2 separate regions of the Mus musculus genome follow, and region 2 is linked to region 1. Evidence: chromatin contacts called from public Hi-C data. All regions are on one chromosome and are shown on one strand. Each heading gives the region's core, a stretch centred on a gene start, on an enhancer-like site or on the middle of the called end of the contact. The rest is flanking DNA. Distances are from core to core; before and after follow the strand shown. Region 1 overlaps Nadsyn1 (NAD synthetase 1). Region 2 has its middle 17 kb from the start of Mir3105.

Region 1 (4,653 bases), core at 640-3,139:
CAGCTGTTTCCTGGGTTCTAGTACAGTATAACTTCCTTTTTCCCTCACCCAGGCTCGGATTAGGATGGTCCTTGCCTACCTGTTTGCTCAGCTGAGCCTCTGGTCTCGGGGTGCTCGAGGAAGCCTTCTTGTGCTTGGATCTGCCAATGTGGATGAGAGGTGCGTGTGGCTGGGATGGACTCGGGCTCCCCAAGTCTCTAGAAAGGAAGTTTGGTCCTTTCAAGACAGTCTCCTTGTAATATCAGGATATCCAGAGAGTGCAGACCAAGATCCTTCTGTCTTTCCCCAGCTCTGCACATACTCATGCAGCTCAGGTTGCTTTGTCCCTGGTCACTGTCAGCCATGCTAGGACCCCCACCTTCTCTTCCTTTCCTGTCCTGTGCATCAAAGGCCATGTCATTGCAAAGTTTTCCAAACAAGATGGCTGTTTTTCTCTGTGAACTGGAGACAGATCCCTTTATTCTTTGCTTTAACAACATCCAGTGCTTCTCTTGTTTCCAGGTACAATCCACCCAACCTCTGACCCAGCAGTGGAGACTGGTAGCTCCCCTTCCCAGGCTCAGTTTTCCCACTTTCTTTGGGTGAGCCGCCACACCTCCTAACGTGCTCCCATGCGTTCCCACGTGCTCCTCATTAGCTGAGGAATTTTAAGACATCATGTATTCATTGATTAGTCTTTTTCACCTGTCTAGTTATGAACTGAGTCACCCATCTGTCTGTTCATTACTCTGACCACCCATCCACCAGCCAATCCCCCATCCATCTGCCCACCCATACATACATACATATATATACATACACCCCACCCACTTATACATACATACATACACTCTATACATACATACATACATACATACATACATACATCCCACCCACCCATACATTCATCTGTCTACCTGTTCATTCACCCTCACATCCATATATCCATCCACCTACTCATCCATCCATTCATCCATCCATCCATCCATCCATACATTCATTCATTCATCCATCCATCCATCCATCCATACATACATCCATACATACATACATACATCTACATTTGGCCTCAATCATCTATCCATCCACCCACTCACATATACATGCACCACCACCACCACCCCAAGCCCCGCCATTCACAGTTTGGTTTGGTTTGACTTTGAGACAGCTTTTTACCATGAAGCACTGGTGGCTTCAAACTTACTATGTAACCCAGACTACCTTCAAACTAGAAGCAATCCCCCTGCCTTCTGAGTTTTGGGATTATAGGATTGTGTCACCATGCCTAGCAAGTTTTATATGAGTGTGAGTGTGTGTGTGTGTGTGTGTGTGTGTGTGTGTGTGTGTGTGTATGATTGTGTGTGTGTGTGTGTGTGCATGTGCATGCATGCTCGATGTGGCATGCATGTGGAGGTCAGAGGACAGCTTCCAGTATCAGTCCTCATCTATCTTGTGTGAGGCAGGCTGTCGTGGTTCACTACTGTGTACTCCAGGCTGGCTGCCCTCCAAGGTTCTGGAAATTCTGTCTCCATAGGAGTGCTGGGATCACTCATAGGAGAGATGGCTACCACTGTGCCCAGCTTTATGTGGGTGCTGGGGATCTGAACTTGGATCCTCGTGATTGTGTAGAGTGCTTTACCTACAGGGCCATTCCCCAGAGCTGTTAAGGAGGGGGTAAGAATCACCAGTGAGGGTGGGGTTGAGAGGAGGAAACAGGAGCATGATGGGGTTGCCACCCCTCTGCAGTGGCACCCAGCTTTTGGGTTTTTTGTTTGTTTTCTTTTTCCAAGAGATGGTGCCAAGAGAAGCAGTGAGTCAGGACCTTGAAGAGGAAGAGAGAGATGATGAGGCACAGCCACAAGAATGATGGATAGTGCCTGTGGCATCTTGGGCCCAATAAGTTCCATGAGTGTTTTTGATGACTTACTAGAGGACTTAGGACTTGGTTTAGAGTTATCCTGCAGCTGTGGCCTCTACTGCAAACAGACTGGCAGTGGGCTCAGGTCAGGACAGAGTAGCCTGGCACGGCTTGCCACGCCTACTCCCACTGACGTTGCGAGGGGTACATCCGGTTCCACATGTTGCTGGCAGGTGGTGTAAAGGGTCACCTCCTGGGCATTGGGTCACTCAGTATTTGGGGTACAGGTAAATCCAGGCTGTCAGGTACCTTCTGATGATTCCTGCCAGAAATCTCACTTTCCAGGAGAAATGCAGGGCTACAGTACAATTCATGTAATTTGTACACATTAACTTGGGCCTAGGAGCGTCCCTCAGGGAGGGACAGGAAAGCCTACAAGCCTGGGGTTCTAACATTAGCCAAGCTACTTGGTGGCTGCCTTCTGAAAGAGGACTGTTGTCCCAAGCCTGTGGGTGACTCATAGGTGAGTGTGTTCTAACAGAAGGCCAGGGTGAGGCCAGAACAATGGCCAGGTGTACACTGTAGGCAGCCATGGCTGATGACTAGTGTCACCTGAGCAGGAGGTAAAAGGACAAAGCCAGATCCCACCAGGGCCCCTGAAGCAATGGAAAGTGTAGATCAGCATGTGTTATGGGCCCTGATGTGTCTCTGCTGGTGGCAGTCTGAGTCCCACCACAGTTGTGCTATCCCTCTGCCCTATCTGAAGACGCTTACCTGAGGCTAGTAGATTTATCACTATTTGCCAGTTTAGCTTGGAGCCATTGGGTCAGCAAAAACTCCTATGTAGCCGGGAGATAGGTCATCTCACCAGGTAACCCAGTGTCCTGGGACAGAGCTGTGGCAGTGGGTGGGTTGGGAGGTGTGTAAGCTCTGAGTTGTTCTCACAGTCACTGCAGGGTAGCTGCTCCAAGCCCTCGAAGTGCTGAGACTGCTGGACCTCCTCCAGGCCCCCGGAAGCTCTCCCCATGCTCACCACCGACCCCACCCTCCCTGGACTCTCCCAACCATCAGCATCTTGATGGCTCCCTGTGGCCTTGGCTCTCTAATTCTTACTCCCCCTGAGGAGGCCTGTGGTTGCCTCTCAACCCCACCCTGTAATCCAGGTCTGTCTCTGTCTGGAGTCAGTTTACCTTTAGGGACCTTTGTGCCATGTGAGGTCCTGGATCTAAAGCTGTGGATAGCAGGCTGAGTGTGTACTTGTGCGAGCTTTATACCAGGCTGAGTGTGTACTTGTGCCAGGTCCTGTCTTCCCTTCCAGGGTCTCTGACCTTTGGCTCCACCTAGCTGACCCTGGCCTTCTAGACAAGCTGTTCCAAGTGGCTGATTGTGGTGCCCAAGCATTCTGAGCCAAAACAGGTGTCTACCCAGTGTGCTCAGTGTAACTTTGATGGCTTCCTCCAGGGCCAGGGCTGGGCTAGGCTGGGCTTCTGACTTCTAGGGTCCCTGGAAGAAGGGAGCCCTTGGCCAGCACTGGTATACCCTATAACCCTCAATACCCCAGGAACCATGAGGACACTGTCCTTTCTCCCTGACAGTCTCCTCGGCTACCTGACCAAGTACGACTGCTCCAGTGCGGACATCAACCCCATAGGCGGCATCAGCAAGACGGACCTGAGAGCCTTTGTCCAGTTTTGCGCAGAGCGCTTCCAGCTTCCTGTTCTGCAGACGTGAGTGCTCCTGCCAGTGCTCCTGTGGCTCCTGGGCCACTGGGGTCACACTTGCCCTACTCAACCACCCTTCTTAGCTCCCTGTGCCCTGCCCTTCAGCTTCTGTTCCTGCACTCACAGTTCTAAGTGTCTTAAGTGACAGTTCTTCCAAGACTGGCTCTTCTGCAGCTGTCTCAAGGCAGGGAGACTGTGCTGGCACCTGACAGGCCTGATCTCTGGGTATCTGTTGAGGACATCACAGCCTATCAGCCTGTCGGGCCACTGCAGCATTGCTCCTAGTACCAGAAAATGTCTGTGTCCTTGCTCCCCTCAGAGAGTCAGTTTTGCCCACAGGGGACCTCAGCAATATGTGGAGATCCCCTTGCTTGTCACAGAGAGTTTGTTCCTGGCAGCTCGTAGCCACAGACTGGGGATCCTCCCAAGTGTGCAGTGTGCCAGACTACCCCACCATACCTGCCCTGCTAAGTCTCCTGACCCCAACAGTCCTGCAGTAGAAGGTCCCTGCCCTGCACTTGTCAGATCCTTCTGCCCTTAATTCATTGTCCTTTGGGTCATGAATGAGCCCAGACATGGCCCTGCCAGGCATGGCCAACCCAACTGCAGTTTGTCTCGGGATGTCCTGCCAGAGCTCCTGAGCACATTAGCAGCCCTGGTGACTGGCTCTGTGTGTCTCCCTGCAGCATCCTGTCAGCACCGGCCACTGCAGAGCTGGAGCCCTTAGCTGATGGGCAGGTGTCTCAGATGGATGAGGTAATGATGGTGGATGTGTCTCCCCTTCTCACTGGATCCTTCTGCCAAAAGGAGCCAGACCTTGCCGCCCCAGGCCCCTGGCTAAGTCAGGCTGACAGAATCACTGACCTCAGACATTCTGACTTAGCTTGCTCATTGTGGTTAGGGCGGAGGAAAGGGGAGATAATGTGGGTCAGAGGGAATGTGAGGAGGGCAAACAAGCAGGTTCTCCACAGTAGATTCTCTACCTCAACAACCTTGGAGTAGAGTCAGCCACCTCCCATGCCTGGCAGGGTTTTGTTCATCTTCCAAACCTATATTTCCTGTCACCCAGTGGGTTCTGAGATCCCTGGCTGGGCA
Region 2 (4,653 bases), core at 876-3,375, 220 kb before region 1:
TAAGTGAGTGTGTAGTTGTTTGAGTGACTTAAATGGATTAAAAAAATAGTAGGGATGTAAGAGAGAAAGGGAGGAGGGATGGCAACAGATACCTAACAAGGCTCTTCATAACACAAGGTAAGTTCACTGCCAGTTACTCACTCACACCGTGGCTGTGGGGAATGCCAGTGCATGTGAATCTAAACCAATTGCCCACAGCTAATTCATGTCTGTCGATGAATGAAAACACACCCCCACACTCCAATGGTGTACTACTTGGCTGCACAGGTCGAGAAGGCAGCATCAGGCTCTAGCAGATGCACCTTCTGCCTACCTTGTATGCTGGGCCACCATGTACAAAGCTAATACTGGGCCACCACGTGCAAAGCTAGGTCTCCTTCTGGCCTCACACCATATTGACACACAGTAGTCTTCTTCCTCAGAGGGACCACAGTGGGTACCAGCACAATCACCCAGCCACTCTTCCTAAGTCAGGGTGCTCCTCGGGGGTCCTCTTCTCTAACATGACCACTGCTCTGTATCCTCCACAAGGCTCAGGAGGACAAGCACTGTCTGATTCAAACACTACATATATGCCAAGATTGTACCTGTGGAGATAAGGGTACCCAGGCTCCTTTCTCACTCCCAAGTCCCTAATCTGGCAGTAAGTTTCAGAAAAACATGGTTGTCTCCATGTAGACATACCTCAATGTTAGCCTACAAGGCCTCAGGCTACAGCTACACCAGACCCAATCCTGGCCCATTTGGCCACTTTGAAACAGCACTAAGTTGCAGCTGCCCTATAGAAGAGGCAGAATCGACAAGGTACACCTCGCTCCACCCTTTATCACCTCTGTGCACATCAAGGCCATTAGCCCTCACCATCAGGTGTCCTGGGATAACTGCACCAGTTTGCTGCCCCCATAGCCTTGGGCATGGGCCAGAGTTAGAGACTCTCTTCCCAGGTGACTTTAGAGTGTATCAAGATGATAATTTAAGTCAACTATCACATCTACACACACACACACACACACACACACACACACACACACACACACACACACTTAATTAAGAATGAAAAGAAGTGCCCACTGATCCAGAGATATCATAACAAAACCCCAGACACCTGGCTTTATCCCAATTGTAAGGGATCCATCCCTGACCTAGGACATCAAAGAGTAGAAGCTAGTGGCCCCTCTTCCTAGCGCCCAGAAGCCCCACAGGGTCCTCAGAGACCCTCAGAAATCCCAGGTCACCTGATGACACCCCTCCCCATGAAGTTCTTCAGTAGGATCTTCCCAATGGACCTGGCACTGTTTCTTTTTGTCCAGCCCCACCTGCAGGCACAGCCCCAGCAATGACCCCCCTTACAGCCAGGAAGTTTTGTTAAGTAAAAATTTACTCTATGTGGTACTCAGTTAAAATCTCAGGGCAGGGCAGGCATGGCAGAACACACTTTTAATCCCAGCATTTGGGAAGTAGACATAGATTGATCTCTGTAACTTCCAGGTAGCCTGGTCTACATAGTGAGATTGTGTCTCAAAAGTAACTAATTAATTAATCTGCTATCTCAGGACTAGTGAGCCTTCCTGTATTCACTAGCCGAACACATTCATGATTTCTATCAGCATCTTCTCAGCCACACAAAGATCCAGCAAGGCACCCAAGGTTTGGGGTTGAAGGACTCAGCCCTCCCTGTCCATCTTGGTTAGGCACCGGCTTCAAAGTAACTTTTAGCATTCACTTGTTCATGCATGCACTATCCTCTTTTTAGACTTATCTTTATCACTTGTGCCTGTGTGAGTACATGCCACAGGAGTGCAGGTACCCGTGGAGGCCAGAAGAGGGCATCAGAGTCCCTGGAGCTGGAGTTCCAGGAGGCTGTGAGCAACAGGGACAGAAATCTGTTTTCTGGAAGAGCATGCTCTTAACTGCTAAGCCAGCTCACCAGCCCCTCATTCACCCGTGTGGAGTTAACAAGGGTCTGTATTCAAACCTGATGTGACAGTATCACAAGATAAGAATCCTGCATCCCCAGGGATGCCAGACGGCTTGCAGTTTGAAAATATGTGCACATACATAATGAACCATCTTGTGGAGGGGACTCAGGTCTGACGATGAATTCCTTTGTGTGTCATACATATGTAGCCTGCTGGCGGCTTGCGACACCACTGTCTCTGCACGCACGTTTCAGCTACAACCCAGGCCCTGAGGTTAGGAGTGGAATTCTCCATTCATCTTTATGTTTCTGGTCTGGAAGGTTTGGATATCAAAGTGCTTTGGATTTATGGGTTTTGGAGGGCGGGGGGGGGTGTATGGCTTGACTCATGAGATTATTATGCACGGTGTCATGATTTCCACCCAGGCCCCTGGTTCTCAGGAAGCTATTGATGCTCTCATCCCGGCTGTGCAGTTCTTTCGAACACACCAGCTCCAGGCCAGAGACTGATATTTAACTGCCTCACTACGGCTATTGCACTTTCAATGCTCTCAGGTGGCCTAACAAGCAGGCAGGTTGACAGCCACGGGTTGGAGCCATGGGTCCTCATTAACCTCGAGCCAACCTTATACTCTTTAATGTCAAAACAGTTGTAGCTTCACAGACTAGATGGACACAGACCAGCTTCTCCACTGAGTGAGAGACATTATCCAACAAAGTTTGGGATAATGGAAGGAGGACAGAGTCCTCCATCCCATACAGACCCAGAGGACATGGGGCGGCCCCCCTGGCATGGGGTTTGCTGCTTGGGGGCTGTGGTTATCAGTAAATGGAAGGATCAACAGGGGTTGGAGAGATGTCTCAGTGGTGAAGAGCCCTGGCCCACGTTCAGTTTCCAGAATCCAAATGACAGCTCATAACCATCTAGCTTTAGCTCCAGGGGACCCAGTGCCCTCTTCCGTTCTCTATGGATACCAGGCACAGAAGTGGTGCACACACATACATGCAGGCAAGCTCCCTTAATTAATTAATTTTCTTTATTAAATCAAAAAAATTGGGAAATCTTTCGCTAATTTTGGGGCATAAACATAAAAGTCCAAGTGTGGCCCACCTGGTACCTCCAGCATCTTCTACTCTTAGTATCTCTGGCTCAGCTTTAGCCTCTGCTGCTGTGTTTGGGAGCAGAGAAGGGCAAACACTCACCCTAGCCAGAAGCTTGTGCTGGAGCACAGGGGAGCAGTGGTCAGGACAAGGCTCCCAGCCTGGCTCAGTGATGATCCAAGAGCCAATACATGGATAAAGGAAGAGGTGGGATAGTGCAGGCACTTGCCCAGTGGTTGTCTAATGGCTGGACTTGTGCACAGAACCTCTTGGCAGATAAGCAAGCCATTCTCACTCTTGCATTCAACACCAGAAATGTTCATGCTCATTGGGTTCTCCTGTGTGGGGCTGTCAAGAGATGTTGGGGGGGCTACAAAGAGGGGGCATAATCTGCTGCTTGCTAAATCTTGCCAGTGGTGCTGGCAGCAGTAACAGCAGCTTCAGCTGTGACAGCAGCAGCAGAGGTGACAGTGGTTGTAGTGACCACAGCTGTGGCAGCAGCAGAAGTAGCAACAGCTCAGCTGGGCCCAGGAGCTGCGAGGGCTTCCCAATACTGCAGGCTTGACACCAGAGCATACAGGGCACGTGTCCCAGCTGCATGTAGGCCAATAGGACACGGGATTGTTGACCCCGTATTACTGTGAATGAGGTAGCATTAAGGGTGGTCAAGACCTGCTGGCAGCCTGCAAGAAAGGAATGAAGATGCTCACACACTGGTGCCATAGCACCATAGTAGGCTGAAGGCAGCATGGCCCTGCTGCAGCTCTGCCAGCTTGCACGGGCTGCAGCTGAGTAGTTCACCATGCAGCCAGCCTGCTCAGCCACTACCACCAAGGGTCCCTCACCACGGCCACGCAACCTGCAGGGATAGACACCGGGGCCTCTCTGGGGATGAGCAAGTAGGCAAGCTATCTCTAAAACAACCTGTGTTGGGCTGAAAAAAGAAAACTACCATGTCTGGGGGAGGTCGGGCCTTTCATGTTCCATCTTACAGAGTCCTTTGTACTGACAGATGTTAGTTTGGCCCCAGTGGTTCCCGCTTCTAAGGCTGCCCCACTTTCCACTCCAGCAGGGACAGAGAAAGAAGCCAGGTCTGGCATAGATAGATGTGGTGCATGAGCAATGGCTGCTGTGGGGTTCCTGAGTCCAGGAACGGGTCAAAGGCAGAAGCATACGCTGAAGAGTGAGAAGAGACGATGTTCCATTGGCTCCCCATGAAGGGATCACTTGTCTTTGGCCCCAGCATACAGCACACAGCACACAGCACACAGCACACAGCACACAGCACACAGCACACAGCACACAGCACACAGCACACAGCACACAGCACACAGCACACAGCATACAGCATACAGCACTGCTCCCTGTCGGCCTTGGGAAACAGCTGCCATTGATGCCTGTATAGCCCAGACCAGCTTTGTCCAAGTCTGGAGCAAATGAGATTTTCCAGTCCTCAGAATTCCTGCCCTGGAGGGTAGAGAGGCAGGCAGCCAGCGCACCTGAAGGCCCTCTTATGTGCATTCTACTCCCAGCTGCCTGAAACTGCACCCAATCGCTTGAAGCAAACACCCACATCTACCTCAACTCCTCCCCACAACCCTGATTCCCTCCCCCATCAGACCCAACCTGACCTC

What was found. Hi-C and Micro-C count contacts between places; a contact is called where the count stands out from the background.
Region 2: a contact with region 1 is called in a Hi-C map of embryonic fibroblasts, with 1.6 times the contacts expected there. The contact joins two enhancer-like sites. A contact is called at or near these places in 5 of 484 Hi-C or Micro-C datasets (the G1E-ER4 cell line, embryonic fibroblasts and embryonic stem cells) and 2 of 115 datasets of contacts at active chromatin or transcription factors (embryonic stem cells and pancreatic cancer cells).

What each region holds. Positions count from the first base shown.
Region 1 is chr7:143,798,702-143,803,354 of GRCm38.p6, reverse strand. Nadsyn1 (NAD synthetase 1) reads left to right here. Exons shown (of 21, transcript NM_030221.2): 16 at 53-159; 17 at 3,433-3,564; 18 at 4,245-4,314. Among named protein-coding and RNA genes, the nearest start is that of Mrgpre, 17 kb to the right of the region's middle. Within about 2 kb of position 1,889, at least 45 of the 459 cell types and tissues checked have an H3K27ac peak or open chromatin away from gene starts, as enhancers often do. A contact at or near this core is called in embryonic fibroblasts and pancreatic cancer cells, where this site is marked.
Region 2 is chr7:144,023,768-144,028,420 of GRCm38.p6, reverse strand. It overlaps a transcript of Shank2 not described here. Among named protein-coding and RNA genes, the nearest start is that of Mir3105, 17 kb to the right of the region's middle. Within about 2 kb of position 2,125, at least 17 of the 459 cell types and tissues checked have an H3K27ac peak or open chromatin away from gene starts, as enhancers often do. A contact at or near this core is called in embryonic fibroblasts and pancreatic cancer cells, where this site is marked.